2 separate regions of the Mus musculus genome follow, and region 2 is linked to region 1. Evidence: chromatin contacts called from public Hi-C data. All regions are on one chromosome and are shown on one strand. Each heading gives the region's core, a stretch centred on a gene start, on an enhancer-like site or on the middle of the called end of the contact. The rest is flanking DNA. Distances are from core to core; before and after follow the strand shown.

The links. Hi-C and Micro-C count contacts between places; a contact is called where the count stands out from the background.
Region 2: a Hi-C map of B cells shows a contact between it and region 1, with 5 read pairs. The contact joins the promoter of B3gnt2 here to the promoter of Slc1a4 in region 1. A contact is called at or near these places in 2 of 39 promoter capture datasets (both in liver) and 1 of 484 Hi-C or Micro-C datasets (B cells).

What each region holds. Positions count from the first base shown.
Region 1 is chr11:20,330,387-20,334,553 of GRCm38.p6, reverse strand. Slc1a4 (solute carrier family 1 (glutamate/neutral amino acid transporter), member 4) reads left to right here and starts at 1,841. Exons shown (of 8, transcript NM_018861.3): 1 at 1,841-2,608. The coding sequence starts at 2,082.
Region 2 is chr11:22,857,856-22,862,022 of GRCm38.p6, reverse strand. B3gnt2 (UDP-GlcNAc:betaGal beta-1,3-N-acetylglucosaminyltransferase 2) reads left to right here and starts at 2,288. Exons shown (of 2, transcript NM_016888.5): 1 at 2,288-2,529.

The DNA.
Region 1 (4,167 bases), core at 592-3,091:
CCCAGCTATAGGCTGTCTGCATCTTTATTGACCAATCAGGGATAACTTGAGGGGCAAGGTTACATAGTATCACGTTGATGTACTGTGAGGATCTTCTAGTCCCCTAGGCAACAAGGGCCAGTATTTAGCATTACAATACATAGCAACAAACCAAATCTCTACATAGAGGCAGGGGAGATTCTGAGTTCAAGGCCTGCTTGGGCCACAAAGGAAGAATTTGTCAAGCACTAGCATGCAGTCAACAGCATGGCTAGTGGAAGTAGAGGAGAGAAAGGACATTTCAACATGAGTCATGGGGCTTAACAACAGATCAGACTAGAGAAAACTTAAACATGAAGGTTCACAGAGGCAGATCATAATGATAGCAGTAACAGGCTGGAGGAGACAATCACAAATCTGATTCGGAATATGCTGAGCTGAGATGCTGCAGAATGTCTGGGTGGAGCTGTAAAGCAGGCAATTGGAAACCCACTTCTGGAACATGACTTCAGTCTTTTGCATAAAAGCAGCAGCTTAGGAAAAAGGAGGCAGAGCTACCTGGAAATGAGGAACATGGGTCTGTAGGAATCATCCATCCTTGCACAGAGAGGTAAACCATGTTCTGGGAAACAAGATAAAAATATGTATAGGTCCTCATCTAATGAACACACCTCCCTCCCACCAATAAGCTCCTATTTCAACAAGCTGTACATGACAGCTAAATGGCTTCATGTAAGGAACTCTTTGCTGTCTCAACAATTGGACGTTTTACACCTCGACAGGACATATTGATTTGCACAGGTTTCTGTTATGGTATACTTCAAAATTACTTTACTTCACATTGTCTTCCTCTTTAACTCAGCTACACCTAACTAGGGCTTTCTTGGAGGTCTGGGGAGGTAGTTCTTTTCAAAAGCAGAATAGGGAAAAATAAATAAATAAATAAATAAATAACACAATAAACGACTGCCAAGGTTTCCCTTTTTATCTGCTGTGGCCCGGGAAGATAGTAAATAAATGGCATTTTTAAAAAATCCATTGAACCATCTTTCAGACTGGCCAAACACTTGACTGAACTGTTGGCGTGCCAAGTCTGGAGACCCGGAAGGGGGTGGTTAAAATCCCGCTTGTGTTTCAGCTTAAGTTACATGGCAGACACGCCACCGAAAGTGGTGGCGTTAGAGCTCTGTTTCTCTGGGAGAGTTTTACGTCTTCAGCCTGCACACACCAGGCTTCTCCCCAGAGTCCAATGGACTCGCCCCAGAGGGCGCTAGTGCACGCAGTGGCTCACCCTTGGCACTGTGCATAGTGCCACCCGGACTCGCTGGTCACCTAAGGGTAAAGCTCTGCTAGAGTCTTGTACGTGCACGCAATGAGACTTTCCCCCATCCACCCACTCCTTTGTCTCTGTACCAGGAAAGCCTACAGAGCCCTTAGAAGAAAGGATTTCCCGCAGGATGGAGGTTGGGTCGTTCCGGACTCCCTAGCGGAGGGCGGGCACCAACCTCCGAGGGCTCCCCTCCTCCACCAGCTGAGGAGAAGAACTGCCGAGGCGTTCCAGACGCTCCCCTCCCTCTCTCCCCGAGGCCTGGACAGTAGGACTGAAAGCTGCCAGGAGACAGGATTGGCCGATGGCCTCACGCCCCGTCGGGAGAGCCCAGCCTGCCTGTCTCTCACTCTCTTTGCTGTGCCTCCCGGAGGGTGGGAGAAGGGCGGGACCTGGGAAACGTCAGGGAGGTGGGGAACGGATATTCAGGGTTCTAATTGGTCGTAACATCGGAGGTGCGCCTACATGGGCGGGGCGAGCTCAAGCCCCGCCCTCCTTCCTAGGCTGCAGCCTCCAGCGTGCCTCCTGCGTTGCATCATCTCCAGCCTGCAGCGGCTCTGAAAGAAGGCTGGGCGCGGCGCGGTCTGCTCTGCCTGGGCTCCAACCCACAACCCACGTCTCTCTTTTATCTTTCTGAAAAGTGTTCCTGTAGGGACTCACAGAGCTCGGAAGCCGCAGCTGGCACAGGCCACTGTCTCCGCCTGATCCATTCATTCGAAACCGGTCTTTTCTCCAAGTTCCTTGAGTGTTACCGCTTAGAGCGGTGGGCAACGACATGGAGAAGAGCGGCGAGACCAACGGCTACCTCGACGGCACCCAGGCAGAGCCTGCGGCCGGGCCCCGAACGCCCGAGACGGCGATGGGCAAATCGCAGCGCTGTGCTAGCTTTTTTCGGCGCCACGCGCTGGTGCTGCTCACCGTGTCGGGAGTGTTGGTGGGTGCCGGCATGGGCGCGGCGCTGAGGGGGCTGCAGCTCACCCGCACCCAGATCACTTACCTGGCCTTCCCGGGCGAGATGCTGCTCCGCATGCTGCGCATGATCATCCTGCCGCTGGTGGTTTGCAGCCTGGTGTCGGGAGCCGCCTCCCTGGATGCCAGCTCCCTCGGGCGTCTGGGTGGCATCGCTGTTGCTTACTTCGGCCTCACCACGCTGAGCGCCTCGGCTCTCGCCGTTGCTCTGGCGTTCATCATCAAGCCAGGGGCGGGCGCGCAGACCCTCCAGTCCAGCAGCCTGGGGCTGGAGAACTCAGGGCCTCCTCCGGTCTCCAAAGAGACAGTGGACTCTTTCCTCGATTTACTCAGGTACTGCTCTCCACCCCGCCAAAGGCACGGCGGGAGACGCCACGTGCACTCATATCACCTAGAGTTAATTCAGTTACTGTTGGCCCTTAACACTAAATTTCATATTTACGTCTGGGCTACGTGCTGGCCACACCTTTAAAGACTGGAGGCCACAGCTTTTTGCTGGAACCGATTTTCCGTTAGGTGGGATGTTAAGTGTATACCTTCTCAGTTGTGCTTTACTCCTTACACTGGGCTCTCTCAGTTTTGTTTGTTTGTTTTGTTTCGTTTTTTTAATTGTTCCTGTTTTCTCCCCTACATCACCCCAAAGCTTCCAGGACATTGAGTGACTTTCACCAGAGGAGCTATCCAGCTTGTAGTCTGAGGTTTTCTCTGATTCAGCCTTTGGTCTGGAAGGAAGTTGGCAATTTTCAGCAGAATTATGGATGTGTCCAAGAATAATAAAACTGGAGTTAGTTATGTGGAGCCCGTTGCCCAGCTACGTGACTGCCTCTCAGGCTTAGGACAGGTTGTGGACGTTCTTGGTCAGGATCATGGGGCCTAGCGTTATTTCTTTGTAGAAAGCGGGGAGATCCAGAGAGTTGAGATACACACACCTTTCTTTGCTTGTTTTTTTTTTTTTTTTTTTTTTTTTTTTCTCCACTCAGGAGTTGTATTTCATCCCCTGGGATGATAGAGTGTAGTTTTCAAAGCTTCACCTCTCCATTTGAACTAATCCAAAGTTCACAGATGGGAAAACATTAGTCTGCAGGCGTTTACTAATGTAACCAGGTTCGTCTGAACGAGGAGTCCAGCTGGCTTGCCTTCCAGCTTTCTGAGCCTTAGTGGTATATTTTGTCTTGAGTCATTGGGCAAAGCTCCTCATTGCTGAGGTGGTGAAAACCAGAGAACTCTGGGCAAGTGACTTGTCTTTCTCCTGTCTCCATTTCTTCATGTGGAAAATGTGACAGCTGTCTTGCCACTTCAAGAGTTTGTTCATCTAAAACAAAACAAAAAACCGAGACATGGTATTGGACGGGGGGTGGGGGTGGGGGGGTGGGGGGGTGGGGGAATCTGCTGAAAAAGACCAAAAGTTCCTGCAAACAGAGCAAGTGGAGGTAGCCTACGGGAACTTCGATGGAACTGTAGGCTTTGGCGCCTGCCAGGTGGCCTGGTAGTCCAAGAGTCTTAAGGTTTGAGACATAACTGTAGATGTGTTCAGAGATAGAGAACTCTACTGAAGCCCAGAGTAGCTTTGGTTTGTTCTGTCCTCAGGGAGAGAAATATGGGGTTTCAGGGTTCTTTTTGTAGAGCCATCTGTGGCCCAAATGGGAGTATGATGTTCATCTGTGCCTCTCTATGGTAACACAGGAGCCTTAATGGTGTTCTTCCATCATTGAAAAAGGAACTGACCAGTAATTGGGGGTAGGAGGAGTGAGAACCACTTTATGGCCATCACCCCAAGAAAGGACTTACAACTTACTGTTTTATGGCCGTGGTTTTAGACCCAAGCCCTTCTAGCTCCTGCTTTTAAAGTGAATGGTGACCCAGTGTCATGTCTCAAGAATCAGTATAGGTGT
Region 2 (4,167 bases), core at 1,039-3,538, 2.5 Mb before region 1:
AGGGCCCAGCACACCCCAAGTAGAATAAGAAAGCAGGCTAAGCCAGTAAGCTGGGTTCCTCCATTGTCTCTGTGTCAGCTCTTTCCTCAGTTTCCCTTTATGAACTGTCGGCCAAACCAACCCTCTCTTCTTCAGCTGCTTTTGGTCATGGTGTTTTACCACAGCAATAGAAAAACTAAGCACTTTTCCTGGACTCCTCAAAATGGTCCTACCTTCTTACAGTTCTTTTGGTCTATATCTTAATTGTAATGAAATAGTTTTAATTTATTTAATTATTAAGCACTTCTTTGGTCGTCTGCGCCTGGGTTGGACAGCACATTTGTTGAATGTATTATCTCTGCCTTTCGATGATGAATCCCTCATAACCTAAGAGTAAGCAGGACAGCTAAGTGGGTGTGGAATCCAACACTTGAGTTATTTCCCCAAAGTCACACTGGAAGCTGGATGGAACATTTCCAGCTGCACTCAATGGCACCAAGGAGAAAACGCCTTTAAAAAAAAAAAAGACAAAAACAAAACTACATGGCCTGGGCAGCTTTTGGCAGCTCTGAAAGACTCAAGCTTTCTTTCCCTGTTGCTTGCCAGCTGACTTTACTCAAAACTTCTTGCCTAGCAATCCTTGAAAGCATGTCTGTGGCTTCGGAGAGCCATTTAAGGGGGAAATACAATAACAAAATGCCCACCAAGAATCCAGCTTTGTCTCGTCACAACGTTTAAATATCAATACGGCAGTCTGCAGTTAATCAAGTACACAGACCTAACTTCTAATTTGCTTCTTTTATTGGCTTTCTGAATTATAAATATAATCGTGGGAAAAAATTCCTCAGAGTCAAGAAAAGCATACAATTTCTCTTCCTTTCTTGTTCAGAGTGACAGTGGTTAACAGTTTATGTGAACATATAAAAATCCAAGTTGTTGTTGTTGTTTGGGAACGTAGTGACAAACATAAGAACAGATCGGTCTGCAGATTGTCAATCTTAACATTTCCAGAACCACTGACTCAGAATTCCTTCTTGTGGATGACCGTACACACGTGGCTCTGCGCTCAACCCAAACAACTCGCACTTACTTCTTTCTGCGGCTGTAAGTAAGACTTCGTGGTCTTGGTCGAGCTGGCTGAAATTCAATCTCCAGCGCTCGAAAGTCAATGGCATCCCTTTGACTAACTCCATCTGACAGCCTTCTGAAAAAAAAAAAAAAAAAAAAAAAAAGCAAACAGGTGTAGAGTGTTAACTTCTCAGTGTGATTATCTCCAGAGGGTCGACCGAAGGCCTTAGCAATAAGAATGGAGGGGAGAGGAAGCAGCTTCCAAGCGCGTCCCAGGTTGTGGGGACCAGGCTCTAGGTTCGGTGTTGAGGGCGTGCCGACTCGGCCGGCCCACCCAGCTCTACAAACTAGAGCAACTTCTCCATCCGGTCTCCCCGGCTTTTTCCTGGGCCTCACCTTGGCACGTAGCGCTCTGGGGAGCCTGGGGAGGCGCTGGGTTGGGGGTGGGGGACCGTTCCGGGTCCCGCGTGATCCATGCTTGGGTGTGGTTGGTGCTCAGTCCAGCGGCATCACGGGGGTTCAGCGTTCAGATGTCTTGCTAAGCCCAACTTCTGAAGTCGCCGAGCGAACTCCGCACCCAGCGCCTCCCGCATCTTGCATTCTTGACTTCCTGAGACCCGAGTGGAACCACGTGGAGACCTCATCGTGTCTTTGATGGCTTCATAACCTGAAGGTCCGAAGAGGCCAGATAGGCACCACCCTCAGGCCTTGGGCATCTATCTAGGTGGCTGCCGCTACTATGTACGCTGAGAGCAAAGGTCAGGTGCACTTGGGTTTCCCTCTTCTCACCTCCCCTCGTGGATCCCGCTCACAAGCCACTCGGAGCCGTCTAGACTTAGCTACATGCCAGTGCTGGCTGGCAAATTCTCACCAAGCGCCACGCCCTGGTAGCTGAAGAGTTTACACTAGACCCTGGATCTCAGCAGGGTTTGGGACTCAAGTCTCAGCTGTTTTTCTGGGGGAGGCTACTTCCTGGCGGAGCGGGGGAGACTGTAATCTTTGGACACCGCGCGCTCCAGTGAAGCCTTAGGTTTTCTCAGTGCTACGAGGGGCGGAGAGCTCGGGAAGGGCCCGGGGGCGCAGTCCCAGCGGGACCTGGGCGCCAACTGGCGGGAGGGTTCGAGTTCGGCCTTTCCCAAACTTGGGCCACGGGGCGGGAGCGCGGCCTTCCCGGCGGTGACGCGCGCGGTGGCGCGGCGTGTGATTGGAGAATCGGGCGGGGGCGGGACCGAAGGGACGCGGCAGGGGGCGGCGGTGCCAGGAGCCGGGGCCGAGAGTAAGGCTCAGCGGCCGCCGCGGCAACAAGTGCTGGAGCTGAGGCGAGCCGGAGCCGCCCAGACCCCGCCGGGCCGCCCGTCCGCGCATTGCGCATGGAGCGAGAGCGGCGGCGGTCGCGGGGCTGAGCCGCAAGAGCGGCTGGGACGTGGATGCGGCCGCGGTCTTCCGCCCCGCCCCGCCGAGCTGGAGGTGTCCCTAGACAAGGTAGGGCCGGGTGGGTGGGCACCGGCCCTGCATCCCCGCCCCGCCGCGCTAGTTCCGGCCGGTGTGGGCGCCCCGCGCTCTCGCCGCTCTTCTGTGGCTCCTGCGTTGTCTGCGCATACGTTCCATCGGGTTCCCCTCACCGCTCCCAGTCTCACTTTCCTGGCCTCCGCACATCATTTCCCTGGCCTCCTCACCTCCCGGATATCCTCACCGGTCTCCGTTCTCCTGTCCGGCTTCCTCACCTCCTGGTCCTTCTCCCCTCCTTTACAGCCTCCTCACCTTCTCCCCAGTCTCCCGGCCTCCACCTCCTTCCTGACCTTCTCACCTGCTCGACCTCCGCTCTTCCTGCACCCACAGGGAGAGGGCAGCGACACCCTGAGCCGCGCTGTACCCCGCGCACGAGGTGCGGGCCTGGGCGGCGGGGGAGCGTCGCGGGCGGTGTTCTGCCCCGCCCGCGCACTGCGCTGGTCTAGGGTGCCGCAGGGGCAGATCAGGTGTTTGTGAGCCGCTGGCTGCCGCTTTTCACCCCCATCCGCTGGCACTGTTATCTTCGGGTCCCCAAAGACTGGTTTCTGTGAAACTTCAGGAGAACCTTTCGCGTTGACCTCTAAAAAATATTCCACGCCGCCCGCGTTGAATGATTAACTAGACTCAGGACTGCCTGGGGAGCTGGCCCTGCGACTGGCAGGTGGGCGCACCTGAGGGGCTGGGACCCTTCTGGGGACGTAACACCTAGCACCTGCTCAAATGCACTCGCCTAGGGTCCTCTGAGCTCCCGGGTCTTGTGTGGGAAGGAAGCTCTGAAGACTCCTCTCTAGTGTCATAGTGCGTGCGAGGTCATCTTGAAAAGTAATGCACACTTGGGTAACCTGGGCTGGCCCCATGTTCGCTCCTGCCCCAAATACAGGGTGGCTGGCCTTCGCTCCCCTGCCCACTGTGGTCTCCCAACTTGACTGCTTCAAACGATTAAACCTGTTCTTCTGCCCCCTCCGCTCCCCGCCAAGCCGTAGCTTTTTCCAGGTTTCGAAGCCAATGGGTGAAAATGGGCTTCGTGTTATTACAGGTTCTTCCAGGGTACTTCTTTGTGCCTCGGAAAGTGATGGGATGGTTAATGAGAGGGCCACTGGACCTGAGTGGAGCTAGGAGGGCGGGACCGGGGCCCAGCCGTAGCGCACTTCTGTGGGGTTTGGACCGCGCACTTGATAGGGGACCGGCTCAGGGGCAGGCCGGTCACTTCCCTCCTGTTCTAGTCCAACTTCTGTTTCTTTTGAATAGAGATTATGAAAGCTGATGGAACCCCGGGGAGTTTTTACGCCGGTCCTAGAGCTCTTTATACGGTTAGGTTTTAAGACCAAAGAAGTGTGCGGGAGCCCTGTAGAACTCGCCCGAATAATTTCCGGCCTTTGCAGTGTGTACAGATATGTTTATCAGCAGATCTGCTTGGAACTCCTTTCTCGGCGTAGAATACTGCTTTCCCCACTCAGGACTCAGCCTGCCGTTCTTAATTTAGTGTTTTTGTGTAAATGTCGGATTCTCTGCTAAACTTAGGAGTCCATTCTAGAGGCTTGCTCTGCCACGTGCTGATAAATGACAATGTTTTTTTCCTTAAGAGGCTTGTATCCCCTATTTAGTTTCGGG